Regions from separate parts of the Sus scrofa genome. Here region 1 is linked to region 2. A link is a contact called in public Hi-C data. All regions are on one chromosome and are shown on one strand. The core of a region is the stretch at or near the end of the contact, and the rest is flanking DNA. Distances in the headings are between cores, read along the strand shown.

Evidence for each region. Hi-C and Micro-C count contacts between places; a contact is called where the count stands out from the background.
Region 1: a Hi-C map of mesenteric adipose tissue shows a contact between it and region 2, with 2.3 times the contacts expected there. The contact joins the enhancer-like site here to the promoter of CAPZB in region 2. A contact is called at or near these places in 1 of 5 promoter capture datasets (liver), 19 of 47 Hi-C or Micro-C datasets (alveolar macrophages, brain, embryonic fibroblasts and 10 more) and 2 of 2 datasets of contacts at active chromatin or transcription factors (alveolar macrophages and skeletal muscle).

Annotation. Positions count from the first base shown.
Region 1 is chr6:78,063,054-78,065,753 of Sscrofa11.1, forward strand. All of the region lies in intron 1 of NBL1 (neuroblastoma suppressor of tumorigenicity 1), which reads left to right. Among named protein-coding and RNA genes, the nearest start is that of HTR6, 13 kb to the right of the region's middle. Within about 2 kb of position 1,393, at least 16 of the 83 cell types and tissues checked have an H3K27ac peak or open chromatin away from gene starts, as enhancers often do. A contact at or near this core is called in mesenteric adipose tissue, omental adipose tissue and retroperitoneal adipose tissue, where this site is marked.
Region 2 is chr6:77,911,256-77,913,955 of Sscrofa11.1, forward strand. It overlaps CAPZB (capping actin protein of muscle Z-line beta subunit), which reads right to left and starts at 1,362. Exons shown (of 9, transcript NM_001113444.1): 1 at 1,258-1,362. The coding sequence starts at 1,260.

The sequences.
Region 1 (2,700 bases), core at 143-2,642, 150 kb after region 2:
ATATGCTGCGGGTATGGCCCTAAAAAGCAAAAAAAAAAAAAAAAAAAAAAATTCAGATTTACCCAAAAGAGGAAATGGGGCGGTGTGGTTTTATGGCTTGATTCCAGGTACTAGGCCCAGCCAGTGACCCCTGTCAGCAGTGCTGTTATGGGGGGACCCTTCCCTGGGAAGTCGGGTGGCCATACCATATCTCTGGCCTAGCTGGGCCTCAGAATCATGTGGGAGGGGGTACAGATCCCTGGGTCACACCCCAGACCCTGGCAGAGTATCCAGGCCTGGGGCCCAGACATCTGAGTTGTTGGGAAGCATCTCAGGGGAGATGCTAGGGAGGTTCTGGTGGGTGTGAAACCTGGAGAGGACCCCACAAACCCAACCCAGAGGCCTGCATTCTCTCAGCCCCAGTCCGTCCTTCCCCAGCAACCTGCCAAGGGAATAAACCCGAGTTAGTCACTACCTCTTCCCTGTGCAGGAGACACAGCTGTCACTTCAGTTTCCGCCGTGCTGGAAGGAGTCAGCCTGTGTCCTCTCCCCTCCCCCAGGGGACTTCTTTCCATGTTGTCAGCAGCCCCACGATGGGTCCGGTGTAGGCACGAGGCCTCTGAGGATCCGGAGGCCTTGGATTTGGGAGTGAAGGAGTGGGGGCAGAGGTGTAAGAAGGCACCCGCCCTTGGCTGAGGACGCCCTCATGGTGGCCTCCTCACAGCCCTGAGGAAGGATCTTGTCATCCTTTTCCTGAGGCTCCAAGGAGCCAGGGGTCCGCCACCGCCACATGCTCATCTGCAGGTGAGTCCCGGGTAGGATTTGAACTCTGCCCCTTGGGGCGGCCCAAGCTGCTGACCGTGGCAGTGGCTGAACCTGGACTGTTGATGGGGCAGGGGTGGGGAGCCCGGGCCTCTTGCCCACTCCAGAAGTTTCTGGGCCGGGCGTGGAATCCCAGCCACAGCAGCGACCAGAGCAGCTGCAGTGACAATGCAGGGTCCTTAACCCGATGAGCCACAAGCGAACTCCAGATCTTGGCTTTGGTAAACACTGATCGTATAAGCCTGAGCAAACCTCTTAACCTTCCTGTGCCTAGGTGTCTTCCTCAATGAAAGGGGGAAACACGGTAAGTGTCTCCTGGGATCGCTGTAAGCTGCACAGATGAATATATAAAAGAGTGCTAGAATAGGCCTCGGCCACAGTTAGAAGCAGCTCTGACTACTGGAAGGCAGGGAGCAGTGTGCTGGGCTGAGACCCACAAGCCTGAGAACCTCCTGGCCTTGCCCTTGGAGTTCCCGCAAATCGGAGCTCTCTCCTCTCCCCTAACCGCATGCCCGAGTTTAACTGGAACTGAGCACCCCCCCTCCCCCACCCCCTCCAGCTGTCTGACTGCATCCGTCTGCCCCAAACAACTGGTTCCTCTTAACCCACCTCCCTCAACCTCCCTCCAGGCTCTGAAGTCCTGCGTGAGCCCCAGGTCCCCCTGCCCTCTCCTTCACTACCCTCTCCACCCTCCTAGAAGGTGCTTGATCACAAGTGTCCAACTGCAGGGAACTGCATGGTCCCGGGGAAGGGCACTGTGTGGCCTGACTTGCTGGGGGCCTGGGGACAGCCCCTCTGCAAAGCAAGGGGATTGGCTTGGGGAATGTCCTTCCTACTCTGGCATTCTGGGAGTCCCATGACTTGCTGTGTGACCTTTGGGGAGGAAGGGGTGAGAACCTTAGTGAGACTCTCAAGTCTCAGGAAGGAAGATCCGACTCTTGTATCAAAAAAAAAAAAAAAAAAAGAAAAAAACAAAAACAAAAAAAACAGGGATCAGGGGAGTTGCCGTTGTGGCGCAGCGGAAACGATTCTGATTAGGAACCATGAGGTTGTGGGTTCCATCCCTGGCCTTGCTCAGTGGGTTAAGGATCCGGCGTTGCCATGAGCTGTAGGTCACAGACGTGACTTGGATCTGGCATTGCTGTGGCTGAGGTGTAGGCTGGCAATGTAGCTCCAATTAGACCCCTAGCCTGGGAACCTCCACATGCCCCAGGGGTGCAGCCCTGAAAAGACAAAAGATAAAAAAAAAAAAAAAAAAAAAAAAAGATCAACTGAGCTGCTGCTTGAAAAAACAAAAGCCAAGCCAACAAAAAATAAAACGTGCTAGCAAAGAGCCAACCCCAGTTTGAAGTGGGGGCAGGGGATGTTCTTGGGGGCTGGGCCGGAGGGTGGGAAGCAGAGACCAGCCTGGCGTCCTCTCTGCGTCCTTGCTCCCGCACCTGACTTTGGTTCTGATGCCTGCCCACCCTTCCCAAGATCCCCCGGGGGGAAGAGAACTGGCCTGAGTTCAGGGTGCCTGCTGGGTGCTCGCGCTGCATCCTCCTGGTCGTTCTCAAGGGAAAGGCTCTGCTCCCCATTTTAGGGCTGAGGGAGGCGGGTACTTACTTCCAGAGGTCACACAGCTCCTGGGTGGGAGGCTGGAATTTGAACTTTGGAGGCTCCAGGGGCCACGCTTCTGCTGGAGCTCAGGGCTACTGGCCTGGGGAAGCTGGGTGTGACCCATCCCCTCCTCTGGAGTCCTGGCCAGGAGTGGGGGAGAAGCTGGGCCTGGTGCGTTGAGTTATAGCACCGCCTCTGCAGGCCCAGCTGACCTTCAGCCGTACCCTGTCGAGGGGGGTAGATAGGCGGGTGGCCTTCTGCCTCCGTTGATGACATTTCTCTTCAAGCTCTGCTATAATC
Region 2 (2,700 bases), core at 112-2,611:
GATCCGTGGCACCTCCATAATCAGCAGTTCCAACCCTCACGAGCTGACAGTTGAGGGGGAAAGGGAGGCTGCGCCTGCTAGGGTGCATCGTGTCCGGGCCGTCTGGTGGCCTCAGAGCCCGGGGGCCCCCAAGGGCGGCAGCCTCACAAGGGCGATTGTGCGTTCATCCCTGTGCCGCCGGCTCCCCCACCCACATCCCTTCGCACCCGCTCACGCCCCATCGCCCTGGACCCTGGTCGTCCGGCCGGACGCTCCGCCAGTACCGCACCCCGCGGCACCGAGGCGGCGGCCAGGGGAAGGGCCCGAAGAGCGCCCCGCTGCCTTCCGGGCACACGGATGCCCGCCCTGCCCTCGCTCGCTCCCAGGAGGCCTCCCAGAAAAGGGGCACCCCTCCAACCTGATACGGCACAGCCCCGGGACCCCCATCCCCACCCGAGCTGGAGAGCCGCTCTCGCTTCCCAGTGGTAGCAAAGAAGGTTCGCCCCAGGTAGAGGCGAGGGGACCACCTGGGTAGGGAGCAGGGCCCAGGAGGGAGGGTAAAGCCCAGGAGAGAGCGGGGCTGACGCAAGCTACGCCAAGAGTGGTGAGAAGTCCGGAGAAGAGAATCGGGGCGGGGGACGGGGGACGGTGTGACGTCCAGGCCGGGGCCAGGGGTGGAAAAGAGGGGTCCAGACTTAAACCACGGCGGGAAGAGAAGATTTAGGCTGAAGTCATGCAGGAGAGAGGAACCAATGTGGGCTGAGGCCACTGGAGGACGGGTTAACGGGGGTCTGGACTGAGGTCACCGAGAAGAGGGGAGGTAGGGGACAGAGGCCTAGCCAGGGCTATGGGAGGAAATAAAGACGGCCTAGCTTGGGCCGTAGGGACGGGGGATGGGGACCTGGCCTGGGCCAAGAGGAGAAAGAAGGACCACGCCTGGGTCCTTGTAGGGGGTGCCTGGCCTGGACCACGGGTCCAGGAGGGTCTACCCTGGGCCATGGGGGAGATTAGCCTACACCCAGCGGTGGAGTATGAGACGCTAGCTTGAGCCAACAGCGGGGGCTAGGAGCAAGAGGCAGAGTCGCTGCACACCTAAGCCGCCCAGGCCGGTGGCCCCTTCTGGAGCGGATGAGGATGGTGTCTACCTGGGCTCCGGGACCTCGCCCCTCCCCCACCCGGTGAACCCACCCTTCCCGGGCCGGGGGTGGGCGGGAGGAGGGGGACGCGAGCTCCAGTGGGGCTCCCAGGCCTGGGGGAAGGGGAGCGTCGGGCCTTTACCATGGTGGCGGCGGCGGCGGCGGTCCCGTCCCGGCGTCTGTGGCTCTCCCCCCCGCAGCAGGGCCCGGCGCTTCCACTTCCCCGGGTGCCCAGGAGTGAACATCCGGGTCAGCGCCCCCCTCCCCCCGCGCCGGGCCGCCGCCACCTTCCTTCCCCGCCCCGGCCCAGCCTGGGCCCGCCCCCCACGCAGCCGGCTCTCGGCCAATGAGCGCGCAGGGCCGCGGCGATCGCCAAGTATGGAGCTCGGCGAGGGGGAGGAGCAGAGAACGGGGAAGTGAGGGGCGGGGCTTGCGAGCGGGGCGGGGCGCAGCGGTCGGCGGGACGGGTGGGCGGGTCCGGGGGTCCTGGGGAGGGTACTCACTGCAGCTCCGGCCCCGAGCGGCCTTCTGCGTGTAGCCAGATCCAACCCGGGTCCTGTGGGTGCAGCTGCGGGTGGTGGCAGAGGGACGGTGCCCGCAGGCCTCCGGGCGAGGATGCGGAAGGCACTGGGGCTGGGAGGGGTCAGTCCCTCCCCGCCCCACCCAGTGCACGCGCTTGCTCCTGCGGCGGACCCGGAACTGGTGCGGCCCGCGGAGCCAGCCCTTCCCTGAGAGAGCGTAGTGAGCGAACCTCAGATGGAATCCCAGCACTGCCGCTTGTTCCGTGTGGGACCTGGAGCAAGTCACTGCACTTGAGCCGGATCTCTAAAAAATCAGCCTCAGGTCACACCAGTCACTGAGCACCGGCCGTACGTATACAGGCCGGTATACCAGGTGACATGTAAAGATGCTCTCACAACTACCTGCTGCAGGAATGATATTAGGACGACACAGTAGAAATTAGAAAACCCGGCCCAATAAATGTTACATGTTGAGGGTATTTTTAGATGTGCTGCAGAGAACCCACCCATTTGCCCAGTAGGGCTACCTCATTCCACGGTGACTCAGAAATTCTTTTTTTTCTCTCTCTCTCCTTCTTCATTCAACAAATATTTATTAGGCCTGGTCTAGAAGGCAGGAGACCTGGGACGCTAGCCCTGCTAATAATAACTGCCTTCCCTAGCTTGCTCTCTCTTTTGTGAGATTTAAATCAGGCCCCTATGAGAGGACTAAGTGTAAAGTGTTGCACGAAGGACAGAAATGAGGACCACAAACCAGGCTGTGACCCAGACCCCCATCCTCAGGTAACTCATAGTGGAGGAACAGCTGCCACTGGCATAAAAGTAGTTCAGCTAAGTCCCACAAGAGTGATACAGACCTGTATTACAGGAATTCAGAGAAAGGGCGTGGCACTTTGGAATTTTCACTTGGTGTAAGTATTTATTGAGCATCTACCCTGTAAGGAGCACTGCTCTGGGCTCTAAGTTTAGAGCAATGAACAGGACAGTCCATGTTGTTGCAGAGCTTGGACCAGGGGAAGGGGAGACAATCAGCTACTAAATAGATACAGTGTCAGGTGGTGATT